3 separate regions of the Sus scrofa genome follow, and all the other regions are linked to region 3. Evidence: chromatin contacts called from public Hi-C and HiChIP or PLAC-seq data. All regions are on one chromosome and are shown on one strand. Each heading gives the region's core, a stretch centred on a gene start, on an enhancer-like site or on the middle of the called end of the contact. The rest is flanking DNA. Distances are from core to core; before and after follow the strand shown. Region 1 has its middle 19 kb from the start of RRAS2. Region 2 has its middle 62 kb from the start of RRAS2. Region 3 overlaps RRAS2 (ras-related protein R-Ras2).

Region 1 (4,086 bases), core at 1,134-3,633, 69 kb after region 3:
AGCAACTCTGCTTTTAGCTTTTTAAGAAAACTTCCTACTGTTTTCCATAGCGGCTGCACCAATTCATATTCCTATCAACAGTGTAGAAGAATTCCTTTTTCTCTACATCCCCTCCAGCATTTTTTATTTGAAGAATTTTTTTTTCTTTTCTTTACTTTTTATTTTTTTTTTTTAGAGCTGCACCTCCAGCCTATGGAAGTTCCCAGGCTAGGGGTCGAATCGGAGCTGCAGCTGCCAGCCTACGCCACAGCAACAGCAACGCCAGATATGAGCCATGTCTGTGGCCTACACCACAGCTCATGGCAACACGAGAGTTTTTACCCACTGAGTGAGGCCAGGGATCGAAACTGCATCCTCATGGATGCTAGTCAGATTCGTTTCCACTGCACCATAACGGGAACTTCCTCATTGTAGTTTTGATTTGAATTATTCTAATAATTACTGATCTGAGTATCTTTTCATGTGCCTATTTCCCATCAGTATGCCTTTTTTGGAGAAATGTCTATTTAGGTCTTCTGCTCATTTTTCGATTGGGTTATTTTTTGTTATTGCATTGTATGAGCTGTTTGTATATTTTGGAAATTAAGCTCTTGTCGGTCTCATAATTGCAAATATTTTCTCCTAGTCTGTAGGTTATCTTTTTGTTTTGTTTATGGTTTCCTTTATTGCCCAAAAGCTAAGTCTGACTAGGTTCCATTTGTTTACTTTTGCTTTTATTTCTGTTGCCTTGGGAGACTGACCTACAAAAACATGGGTACCATTTATGTCAGATACTGTTTTGCTTATGTTCTCTTCTAGGAGTTTTATGGTGTCATCCTATATTTCAGCCTTAAAGCCATTTTGAGTTTATTTTTTGTATATGGTATAAAGGAGTGTTCTAACTTCATTGGTTTATATATGGGTGTCCAGCTTCCCCAATATGTCTTGCTGAAGAGACTATCTTTTCTCCATGAGTCTTCACTTCTCTTTGTTTCTTTTTCAGTCTCTATTTTAGCTTTTCTGTCTCTGTTTCAGTCGTTTGCTCTCTCTGTTTCTACCTCTATTGTCTGAAAGTTCTTGCTCCATTTTATTCCCATTTCTCTCAATAACAAGCCCCAGCCCCCCTGGACAATATTCCTTGTATTACTAAAACCCAAAAACAAAGCAAAATAAAAACCCAGAGGCTTGGCTTATTCACAAAAGTATATCAATCTAAAACCCAGTGTGATCATTTAGATTCATACCTTTGTACAATACTTAAAAATATATCTCGGCTGGATAAAAGAGTAAAATATATAAAAGCCAAATCATAGAAAAACAGGCAGGAAATTGAATTAGCTATTTATCAGATCTTTGGATGAATAGTAACTTTCAAGCATTGAAGCAAAAGAAGAAATCACAAAGGAAAAGATGAACAGATTTTACTACACAAAAATATGAAGCTTCTGTACAAAGAAAAGTAACAAGAGGAAGATAAAATAGAAAAGTGTTTGCAGTAAGTTTTCAAAGAAGTAATATATAATTTATATGTAGTTATCATAAAAAGAAAAAAATTAAAGCTTGAATAAACAGACTTTTTCCATAAATAGAAATACAACCATAAGGCAACATAAGGAAATGTGTTTAGCTTCATGTTTTCAAGTATGTGCAAATTAAAACATTTATAGGAACCATTTCCCTGCCATTATACTAGCAAAAAATAAAACAATGAGAATACTCAGTGCTTGTGGCTGAGTAAATTTACACCATTCTTTTGAAACCCTCTTTGGCGGTAATGATCAAGAAACTTTAAACTCTTTGTACTTTGTCCCTTAATTCCAGTCCAAGGGATTATTCCTAAGGTAGCAGATTTTAAACTATGATCCTTGCAACCCTAGAAATTCCACAGAATTTTCTGTGGGACTCTTAGGAAAGGTATGTTTTGGCCAGGGTTTCAAGCTATAAGCAGGAGATATTAACCCTGGCTAGGAGTTCCTGTTGTGGCGCAGTGAATCCGACTAGGAACCATGAGGTTGTGGGTTTGATCCCTGGCCTCGCCCAGTGGGTTAAGGACCCGGCATTGCCACGAGCTGTGGTGTAAGTTGCAGACGCGGCTCGGATCCCGTGTTGCTGAGGCTGTGGTGTAGGCTGGCAGCTACAGCTCTGATTAGACCCCTAGCCTGGGAACCTCCATATGCCATGGGTGCAGCCCTAGAAAAACAAAAACAAAACAAACACTGTGGCTACCTTAAGCCAAAGGTCAATGCACTGAAAAAACTCAGAGATTCACAGAATCTCTTGGAAGCTATACAGGGAAGTTCTGAAAACAGGCAGGAAAATAAGAGAATTCCAGAGGGCTAGACAGCTAGAATCACACCACATGCCAGAGACAGGAAGAGTCTGGTGCATGTGGCCCTGCTGCTGAGAGGAAAATGACCTCAGTCACCTCCACACTGTCACATGCTCCTGATTCAAAGACACAGGAAAGAATGCCTGATTGACTGAACCCAAATCACATGCCTTGAGTTTTGCAAGAAAGCAGGAGGTAAGAGTGAAGAATATTGGCCTTTGGCTTCCCAATGGGAGATGGGAACCCTCTCCCAAGTCTCCACACATATGGCAAGTCCTCCAAACGGAAGAGCTGGGTACATATTGCAAGATGATATTGACATCTGGAAAGCGGGAAATAATTGCTCCGGGTGATGGGCTACTGACCGCACAGAGCTACAAGCCCCATCCTCACTTCAACTATAGAAACTCCACTTGCACCTGTATTTCCAAATAGGCTTCCAGGCAAGATGTCATTTGCAGGAACATTTCTGAAGCTTGTACACATTTGAGAAGCCCTCGGAAGCACCAGGAAGGCACAATGCCATCTCTTTTCTTCCTCACTGCCTCCAAATAAGGAAGTCTGAAAAATGCTCTTGTAGCCTCCCTTTCAGGTAGGGGTGACCTTGCAACACAGTTCTAGCCAGAGAGACACAAATCTACGTCTACTTGGGGTGAATCTGGGTTGAGAAAAACACAATGACGATGTGATCCGCATTACCTCTCTCTTCTTTCTACCTTGGATGCTGATGTTATGATTAGAGCTTCAGCAGCCATTCTGAGAACATGAACATGAGAAAAAGGCCAAAGGCCAAGGGACCCAAAGCCAGCAGTCATTTGCCTCCAAATATCTTGTTATATTAGAAAGATAACCCCCCAGGAGTTCCTGTTGTGGTGCAGTGGAGACAAATCTGACTAGGAACCATGAGGTTGTATGTGGACAGGAACATGGGCAAATAATCAAATCTGACTAGGAACCTTGGCCTCACTCAGTGGGTTAAGGATCCGGTGTTGCTGTGAGCTCTGGTTTAGGTCAAAGATGAGGCTTGGATCTGGCCTTGCTGTGGCTGTGATATAGGCCGGCAGCTGTAGCTCCAATTGGACCCCTAGCTTGGGAACCTCCATATGCTGTGGGTATGGCCTTAAAAAGCAATAAAAAAAAGAAAGAAAGAAAGAAAGATAACCGCCTATTTTAAAGGCCATTTAGAGGTGCCTTCTCTTCCTTGCAGCTAAAAACAGTACGAATTGATACACTCAAGAGGAAAAGTCCAAAAAAGTAAAAATATATACTGATAAGTTGTTCATTACAGAATTTTCCAAATTGCTTTTTTTTAAACAAAAACCACTAAATTTAAATATCTAACTATAGGAGATTGCTTAAATAAATTGCAGTCTACCCACTCAATGAACTATTATACCCATATTAAGCTGGATAAGTATGTAGTTTTTATATGCTTACGACATAATAATTCAAACACTATATTAGATAATTTTATCTACATCATTGTACTATACATAAAAACCCAGGTACCTACCATAGCCACTATCATTCTTTTTTGTTTAGTTTCACTGGAGTTGGGTTCCTTTTCCTTAGCTTTTTTTTTTTTTTTAAGTTTAGTTGATGTTCAATGTTTCAGGTGTATAGCAGTGATTCAGTTATGTATGTATCACCCACAGCACCTGCTGAGCAGAGTGGCCCAAACACCCATGTTCTGGGCTCTATGACCCCTCCTCTCCGTGCAGCCCATTGGCTGGAGGGGAGGGAGGGGCTGAGATCCTTTCCTGCAAAATTCTGCTCAC
Region 2 (4,411 bases), core at 726-3,225, 110 kb after region 3:
ACGCCCGGTGTTCTGCCCTTCAGCTCAGGTCAGTGTCCCCCACCCACTTACCACCCACTCATAGCAAAACCACTTCTAATGTTGGAAATCACCAAAAGACAACTGCTATGACAGCCCCAGAGCAGCCTGAGGAGACCTCTGGATAAAACTCTGGGAACAACCACATAGTCTGAGAGAAGGCATCTGACAGGCATGATGGCTAAGAGTAAAGACTCTGAAGTCAGATAGGCCTGGTTTTGCATCTCAGTTTCATGACTTACGTTGGTAATTCAGACAAATGATATAACTTAGAGCTTTAGCTTCCTCATCTGTAAAACAAAGTAGAAAACAGTTTCGACCTAATAGGATGGTTAACGAGATCTGAATGAGATCATGAAATGTATATTAAGAATTTGGTACAGTGTCTGTTCCACAGAGGGCTTAATACATGTGAGTTTGAGGGCAGTAAAGTGTGGTGCAGGATATAGAGTCAGAATTCCAGAGGTCAAATCTTGGCTCCAGTACAACTACTGTGTTTCACTGACTCTGTAAGGTACACTCCCACCCCTCACCCCTTATGTTAAACATCTCTGCATCAAAGCATTTTAGCACTGTAACATGGTACAATTGCCAGTGTCTCTGTATAAGAGACAATAGTATGATTTACAATCAATGTCTTACATTCAATCAATGAGTTACATTGGGCCAATTGCTTATTCTTTTGGTACCTTGGTTTCTTCAGTTGTAAAATAGGGATGATAATAGTATTTACTTTATAACATTGTTGTCAGGGTTAAATTGGATTTCCTTTGCCAATTTTTGGCACATGAGGGCTTAAGAAATTCCATGAGGAGTTCCCGTCGTGGTGCAGTGGTTAACGAATCAGACTAGGAACCATGAGGTTGCGAGGTTGCGGGTTCGGTCCCTGCCCTTGCTCAATGGGTTAAGGATCTGGCGTTGCCGTGAGCTGTGGTGTAGGTTGCAGACGCGGCTCAGATCCCTCGTTGCTGTGGCTCTGGCGTAGGCCAGTGGCTACAGCTCCAATTAGACCCCTAGCCTGGGAAGCTCCATATGCCGCGGGAGCAGCCCAAAGAAATAGCAAAAAGACAGAAAAAAAAAAAAAAGAAAAGAAAGAAATTCCATGAGTGAGGGCTTAATAAACTCCAGGTATTGCTAATATCATTATTACTATTACCCAAATCAGATAATGGGAGTGGTGGGAGCTGCATGGGCGGAGGTGCCAGGGGCAGAAGCAGCCTGAGGTGGGTGTGGAGAGGTGAAGGTTAGTATCAGAGGGGCAGTGTCAATTCTCAGATTCAGGAGGGGAGTGCGAGGAAGCCATACCAGAGGCCAGTGCGGTGCAAGGTGGACTGGGTGTTTGGTTTTCAGAGGAAGACTGGAAACCATGCTGTGGTCCCCAGAACTAGTGGGGATGGGATAGTGAGTTAAAAGGGCTGGTCAGGCTGGGCTGCTGGTCTCCATGATCTTTGAACTCTCACGTTCTCTGACTACAGTAGTCACTGTTTATTAAGTGCCGCCATGTGCCACACACCGTACTAATTCATAAGTCGCATCTCATAAAATTCTGTTGTAAACCCTATGAGTGAGATAATTCTGTTAGGTCAATTTTATAGAAGAAACCAAAGCTCAAAGAGGTAATTTAACACATTCAAAGTCATGTGGCTACTAAGAGCCAGAGCTGGAATTTGAATCAGGTTTTCCTACTTTCTATCCAGTTCCCTTGCCATAGAGCCTCTTGAACTCCATTCTCCACCATCTCACCATAAGTTGACAAGTAATTTCCCTCTCTCCTCACCTCCACTCCTCCTTCTTCCCCCTACAGGTCTCCACCTCCCAGGCCCACACATGCCAAGCTCACAAGTCATCTGTTGTGCCAAAATTCTGTTCTGATTTGATAAACTCTGGCCGGCCCAGCTCACTCAGCATGATTCAGCCAGAGAGAAGAGCAAGGCTGCATGCCTGGCATGCCGACCGTCTGAGCTCAGGCAGGATGGGCGGCGCAGGAACCTCAGCCTGACAGATGGCTCCACTCGGCTGTCTCCCCGGCCTGATGCCAGGGGCAGCGCTTGATCTCTGCGGGAGGGAGGGCGGGAGCCAGGTCCTGGATTCTCACATGCATGGCTGTGTGCATGCATGCAGTTACATATGGAGCATACGTGGGTGAGGTTGTGTGCCACTCAGGCTGCCTATTTATATGTGGCTGGTTTGTGTGTACATGTGTATCTCCGTGTGTGCAGGTGAATGTGTGGATGTGTGGCTGGCTGTGTGTTTGTGGGTGTGCATGTTGTGTATATGTAGAGATGTGTCTGTATTTGAATTTTGAGTTTGCATTCATCCTGGTATGTGTGCTCATGAGTGTGAAAGCTTGAGAGAGAGGGAAAGGGAGGGAGGAAGGGAAGGAGGAGAGTCAGAGAGAGAAAAGAGAGAGGTGGGGAGGACAGAGGAGGTTCCTGTGCCTTGAGAAGTCAGCCTTTTGAATGGCCCTGCCTGCAGTGGAGAGCTACTACATAGCCTCCTCCAGCTCTTTCATAGGACTGAGTGATGTGAGTTGAGCAGAAAGTCATCCCATTTCCAAGATGAACTTTAAGCTCTGGTTTCTAAAAACAGCTTACTAGGGGTTCTTGTTGAAACAAATCCAACTAGTATTCATGAGGATGTGGGTTCAATCCCTAGCCTCGCTCAGTGGGTTGGCGATCTGGTGTTGCCGTGAGCTCTGGTGTACGTCGCAGACACAGCTTGGATCCTGCTTTGCGGTGGCTGTGGCATAAGCTGGCAGCTACATCTCTGCTTCAACCTCTAGCCTGGGCACTTCCATATGCCACAGGTGCAGCCCTAAAAAGCAAAAAACAAACAAAATCTAAAAACAACTTACTGGCCCAGTTTTTCTCTAAGGTAGAGGCCCCCTCTGAAAATATGTTGACTAGAATGGATCTTTTTTTAGTAAAATACCCTCAAAACATACAGTTTCACATACAATACAGAGAGCTTAAGGGGCACTCCGAAGTCGGCTGTGGACCTCAGCTAGGAAACCAAGTATGATACCAACACTTATTGAGCACAATTGCATGTTCGGTGCGTGCACTTACTGAATGCTTACTGAGAACTACTATGCTGAGCCCTTGTTAGAGAGATAAGAACATAATAAGGAGTAAGAAGAGTGCACAGTCTAGTAGGAGAAACAGAGGTAAATGCATAACCTCAGGCCACTGTGACAAGTGCTGTGATAGATGAGTGAAGGAACTGCCAGGACATGAGAAGAGTAGGAAGATGTGCTTCTTGAGGGGTTCCAGGGAAAGGTTCACTGAGGAACTGGACATTTAAGCTGTATCTTGAAACATGAGAAGGCATTTGTCAGACAGAAACTGGAGAAGTGCTTTCCAGAGAGAAAGAAGAGCATGTAAAAAGGCAAAGGGGGAGTTCCTGTCGTGGCACAGCGGAAACAAATCCAACTAGGAACCATAAGGTTGTGGATTCGATCCCCGGCCTGGCTCAGTGGGTAAGGATCCGGCAGTGTTGTGAGCTGTGGTGTAGGTTGCAGACGCGGCTCGGATCTGGCATTGCTGTGGCTCTGGCATAGGCCAGCAGCAACAACTCCGATTAGACCCCTAGCCTGGGAACCTCCATATGCTGTGGGTGCGGCCCTATAAAGACAAATAAATAAATAAATAAAGGCAAAGGGGATGCTGCCTTTGGTGATAATACATTTGGGAAGATCAGGAGGCTGAAAGGGAGTCTGGAGGCAGACTGTGAAGAGCCTTGTACATACTAAGCTACAGAAAGAAAGGAGATATTTAGGAGATAAACTAGTCAAGAATTAGGTGCCTCCATTAAATGTACAGGGGTTAAGAAGATGAAAGAAGGGCAGTTTAGCAATGACTTCTCTCTTTCTAACTTGGGAAGAATGGAGGACGTAAGTGTCATTCATTGGGATGGAACTAGGGTGCAGATTAGGTTGCTAGAGATGTATATTAGACCTTCAGCTATATAGATCTGGAGTACCGGGGGGAAAGATTTGGAAATATAAATTTGTGAGTCATAAGCAGATGAATGATAACTGAAGTCATGGGTAATAGATGAAATCACTCAGGCAGAATGTGGATATTGAGTGAGAAAAGAAACAAGAAAGACATCAATATTTAAGGGTATGCAGCAGAAGAGGAATTTGTGAAGGAGATCAGGAAGGAGAATTCTTAGGGTTTGGAAGGGTTAAAATAGAACCAGGAGAGAAAGATTCTCTGGAAGCTAAGAGTGAAAAAGTTTTTTAAATGTGGCTTGGGTCACAGAGGAGGTGCAGCTTCAATCCCCAGCCCAGCGCAGTGGGTTAAAGGATCCAGCATTTCCACAGCTAAGGCCTGGGTCACAACAGTGGCTTGGAACTTCCCTGGCCCAGGATGTGGCCATTAAATAAGTA
Region 3 (4,700 bases), core at 1,181-3,680:
CAGTGGTATGCATTTATTCCACTCATTAATTTTAGAGACAAATTAATTGCTGAAATTTCTGGATATTTGGGTCCACATTTCACCTTTGTTGTGTCCTATTTTCGAAATATGAAGAAACCTTGCTACATGTAGATTTTAAAGAGCCATCCTGGGAGTTCCCATCGTGGCGCAGTGGTTAACGAATCTGACTAGGAACCATGAGGTTGCAGCTTCGATCCCTGACCTTGGTCAGTAGGTTAAGGATCCAGCATTGCCATGAGCTGTGGTGTAGCTCAAAGACGTGGCTCGGATCCCCGAGTTGCTATGGCTTGATGTAGGCCGGTGGCTACAGCTCCGATTAGACCTCTAGCCTGGGAACCTCCATATGCCGCGTGTGCAGCCCTAGAAGAGGCAAAAAGACAAAAAAAAAAAACAAAATAAAGAGCCATCCTGATGGAAAGCATCATCTTTCCTCACAAAAACCTTAACAAACATCACTCCAGGGCCTGTCACAGAGCCAAAGATCCCTTTCCCTCTCATAATTCTAATAAGCTACAGGTCATAATATGCCTTAAAAAAAAAAATTCATTGTGTGCAGGTAACAAAGATAAAACTGTCACCTCCTACCACAAAGAAATAACATTTTTGCTACTTAAACTCGGGTATCAGATACTAGAGGCAGCAGATCACCAACAAGATCAATCTCTGGTGACGAACAGTCCTGGATTTACTTCTAACTGCTCCTTTTTAGTGATGGACTTGAGGCAAATTACTTTAACTCTCTAACCTTCAGCACCTGTAAAACAGGACAGTAACAAAACCTCACGGAACAAATAAAATAAAGTAATGAATATAAAGTGCCAAGACATGTTGATGACTAATAAATGTTAACCATAATAACCAGTGTATTGTTTTTGCCATGCTGTTAGATGGTATGAACTAGCATTTTTATTCAAGTAAAAAGATTTGCTGGAGTTCCTGTCGTGGCTCAGCGGTTAACGAATCAGACTAGGAACCGGATCCCACGTTGCTGTGGCTCTGGCGTAGGCCGGTGGCTACAGTTCCGATTAGACCCCTAGCCTGGGAACCTCCATATGCCGAAGGTGCGGCCCTAGAAAAGACAAAAAGACCAAAAAAAAAAGATTTGCTAATGCCAGGAACACCTACTGTAATTCCAATCCTAGTCATACCACTGATCAACCTTGGACTTGGTATCCAAAATGTGAATCAGGATAAAAGTTCTTCATCAGGACCTGGAAATATCTTCTGGGTCTGAGCAGTAATAACACAGTATATACATATGTAAAAACTCATCAAGCTGTACATTTAAGATGTGTGCACTTCTTTGTACATATACAAATTATACCTCTCTCTATAAAACATGTAAATGGTTCCCAGTTGCTTAGCGGATGCATCCCTTTCTTTACATAGTTTGCAAAGCCCTCCAGTTTGGGCAGGGCCCTCCAGGGTGACTGTGTTCGCCATTCAGTGCTATTTTTCACTACCTGAAACCCTTCAGCTGATTGCTCATTCTCTTGGTTTCATTCTTTTGTTTAACAATCACTCATGAGGCATCAGAGGGACAAGGTCCCTACTTTTACAAAACCCATTGCTTTTTATACAACATCTAGTAATTGTGCTATAATTTGGGGCAAGGGAAATGGGGGGAATATTAATCATACCAAAGAACAGAGAGAGCATGAAATTCCAATACCATGCTTGTTCAGAACGCAACAAAATGTAAGCAGTTAATACTGCAGTCCTACATAGGAACTGTGTGTACTTTCACTTATAAACATAAAGCAAGGCGGGGTGGGGGAAAACAAGGACAGTATTCCACTGCGGAAGACAGCAGCAGCTCAAGGCAAGGGCAGGAAAGGACAGTGAACCAGAGTTCAGTCTAAGGAAAGTGGGAATGAGGGTTGGGGTGGAGAAAGTAATGTGCTTTCTTGAAGTCACAGGAAAGCATAATGGAAAAGGATCTCAGCCAGAAAGGGAATGCCCCCTTTCAAAAGCTGAGATGTCTTCCAGTTGGAAAGACAGGCAAAAGGACCTAAGTCCTTTTAAGGTTGTTGGGAGTTATGGAGAAATGTTTAAGATTAGGAAATCTCTCCCATGCAGATAGGGAGATCTATTTCCTTGATAAAATCTGGTCTGAGTAAAGCTGTCCAAAGTCCTTAATAACACAATAGTGATAGCTGGGAATGTCAGTCCCACATATACGCCACTAGGTTGCACAACAGGAGCTCCACCTGGCTTAAGAGAATTGCCATTTCCTTCTCTTCCCATTCAAAGAAGCTGCCTTAAGGAAGATAAGGAGGGGTCCAGGGAGGAAAGGGACTGAGCTGACGCAACTTCAACCTTTAGTGGGCAGGAATGACAAGGCACTGTCTCCGGACACCAAGCTGCTGGTGAAAGTGCAGTTCCCAAGCACTGCCACAAAGTGGTGCCTGGTCCACACTCTGGCAGGGTAATTTACTGGAGATTCTGGGAAACTCAGCAAACCCAGCTCACTGGTTAAAGTCCACTAGGCTTGCATATAAAAAGGACAGGAGGCTAGACCCAAGGTGCCCCTGGGGAGTTATAAACAAACGACAGGGCATTTCTGAGCACAGTGAGATTCTCATCAGGAGTCCTCTAAACACGTGAGGAGCAGAGAGAGGAGAGGAAAGGGAAAGAGCAGAAGGAAACATATTAAACGGTGTGGGAAACCTTGGTAACTACTGAATCTGGGTAATGTGATGAGTATATATTACACTAATCTACTTTTGTATATACATATAGAGAGAGAGACTTTTTAGGGCCACACCTGCAGCACGTCTAAGTTCCCAAGCTAAGGCTCGAAACAGAGCTACAGCCGCCAGCCTACATATACCACAGCAACGCAGGATCTGAGCCACATCTGCAACCTACACCACAGCTCACAGCCAGCACCAGATCCTTAGCCCACTGAAGGGGGCCAGGGATCAAACCCACATCCTCACGGATACCAGTTGGGTTCGTTACCGCTGAGCCACAACAGGAACTCCCAAAATTATTATTATTTTTTTAAATCTGGAGCCAGCACATTAAGTACTTCAGGAAGGGTCCGATTAAGGGAAGAGGATATGAGATCCTTTTGAATCCTGAGCTTTCTTCACCTCATTCCACTCAAGACCCACTAACACCCAGAAACCTTGCACATACATAGTTAGAGCCTCAAAATATCTGCTGTTGGGAAACCCAGAATTATGAAGCTTGTAATGGGGACTTAGGAATTGATTTCCCAGAGTACAATGAGGACCTGATTAGCCATCAGTGGCCTCTATTTGCTAAAACAGGAGCAGTGCGAATTCCTCTGGTAACACTAGAGAAAACTACAGCAACTTCAGGCAGCTGTGAGCCAGAGCCGGGCTCTTCCTGGTGTCACTTTTTAACAGCAGCTGTCAAGTCACAGAGAACCTTTGTTCCCTACAACACCCTCCCTTATTTTGATGTCAAATGTTTCCAATATGCTTGATATTCCTTCATTCAAGTACATATTTTTTCCTGACTGAAATTAGTACTTCATTTAATCTGACATGTTTAATTAGAGAGATCTCCATAATTTATCCTCCAGAATTCTAACAGAATAATGAAAGCAACCCTAAATCCAGTAATCCCTTTAGTTTCTTTTTAACAAAAGTTAGGTCTTCAGTCAATGTTGCTAATTGTCTCAGACTGTCTAAAGCCACCATGTGCCTTTCACATGACTTCTGTGCAATCTCAGTGATGACATACACACCTCAAGCAAAGTATCTGGTTGCAAATCAATGGGCCTGGTATGCAATAAGAAAAAGTATGATACAAAGTCAACTTACAATACGGTTCTATTAAAAAAGTTTGTTTCTAAGTTAGTTATTAGATGCTCATTTCCCCAGGGAATTCTAATCTGTGTTTAGGTCCAGAGACCAGGGCACAAAAGCTACCACTGAAATATGCTCCTGAGCCATTACTGACACTGAGTTCTAACCTCCTAAGCAGAGTCATCTGGCCCAAGAAGAATGAGAAGAGAATTTTGTTTCCCTTCCCAGAATAGAGAGCCAGCCCAAAGCTACACTTATAAAGAGGGGAAAAGCCTGTCTTGGGGCACCCCTTGCACCGCAGCCTCCTCTTTTACCCCAACCCCCTACTACCACTACACTCATACCCTAGCTTTAGCCTCCTTCTGAAAACAATCTAGGTACAAAGTCTCTTTCCTCTCTCCCCACTGTTTCTTCTACTCTCAAATTAAAACTTGTAATTCTCTCAGGAAAGCTAGCTCTCAGAGACACTAGATAGAAGACAGGATTATCAGTTCAAATAAGAGCACGCTACATTATGAGACAGCTCACCCCAATCCTGCAAGCCATGCTTGACCTTTTCAGAAGCAAAATTCTAAACCAAAATAAAACTTTTGTAATATCTGCACCACTGGTCCAAAAGGAAAATCTTCAGAAGTTTTAAGGATAAGAACTAAGAAAAAAATTTTTAAAGCACAATGATTACTGCCCAAGACAGATTAACAGGTAAACAGAGAGGGCCATACAAGCCTAACTGTATATTATATGTATCTCACACCATCCTCATAGAAAATCAGAGTAAATCCCAGACATTCCTGTTTTCATACCAAGGCACAAGTCTTTCTTGTGTCTTCTGGTTCTTGCCTGGACTGAACTTTGCACTTCTAGGGAGTTTCCATCCCCACCCCATCCTTCCATCCC

Evidence for each region. A called contact is a pair of places that touch in the nucleus more often than the background predicts. HiChIP or PLAC-seq counts read pairs in DNA pulled down with a chosen protein or histone mark.
Region 1: a Hi-C map of liver shows a contact between it and region 3, with 7 times the contacts expected there. The contact joins two enhancer-like sites. A contact is called at or near these places in 1 of 5 promoter capture datasets (liver), 4 of 47 Hi-C or Micro-C datasets (embryonic fibroblasts and liver) and 1 of 2 datasets of contacts at active chromatin or transcription factors (skeletal muscle).
Region 2: an H3K27ac HiChIP or PLAC-seq map of skeletal muscle shows a contact between it and region 3. The contact joins two enhancer-like sites. A contact is called at or near these places in 3 of 47 Hi-C or Micro-C datasets (fibroblasts and liver) and 1 of 2 datasets of contacts at active chromatin or transcription factors (skeletal muscle).

Annotation. Positions count from the first base shown.
Region 1 is chr2:44,868,613-44,872,698 of Sscrofa11.1, reverse strand. No RefSeq gene overlaps it. Among named protein-coding and RNA genes, the nearest start is that of RRAS2, 19 kb to the left of the region's middle. Within about 2 kb of position 2,383, at least 7 of the 83 cell types and tissues checked have an H3K27ac peak or open chromatin away from gene starts, as enhancers often do. A contact at or near this core is called in liver, where this site is marked.
Region 2 is chr2:44,826,250-44,830,660 of Sscrofa11.1, reverse strand. No RefSeq gene overlaps it. Among named protein-coding and RNA genes, the nearest start is that of RRAS2, 62 kb to the left of the region's middle. Within about 2 kb of position 1,975, at least 21 of the 83 cell types and tissues checked have an H3K27ac peak or open chromatin away from gene starts, as enhancers often do.
Region 3 is chr2:44,936,766-44,941,465 of Sscrofa11.1, reverse strand. The region is part of intron 1 of RRAS2 (ras-related protein R-Ras2); the gene reads right to left. Among named protein-coding and RNA genes, the nearest start is that of RRAS2, 49 kb to the right of the region's middle. Within about 2 kb of position 2,430, at least 26 of the 83 cell types and tissues checked have an H3K27ac peak or open chromatin away from gene starts, as enhancers often do. A contact at or near this core is called in liver, where this site is marked.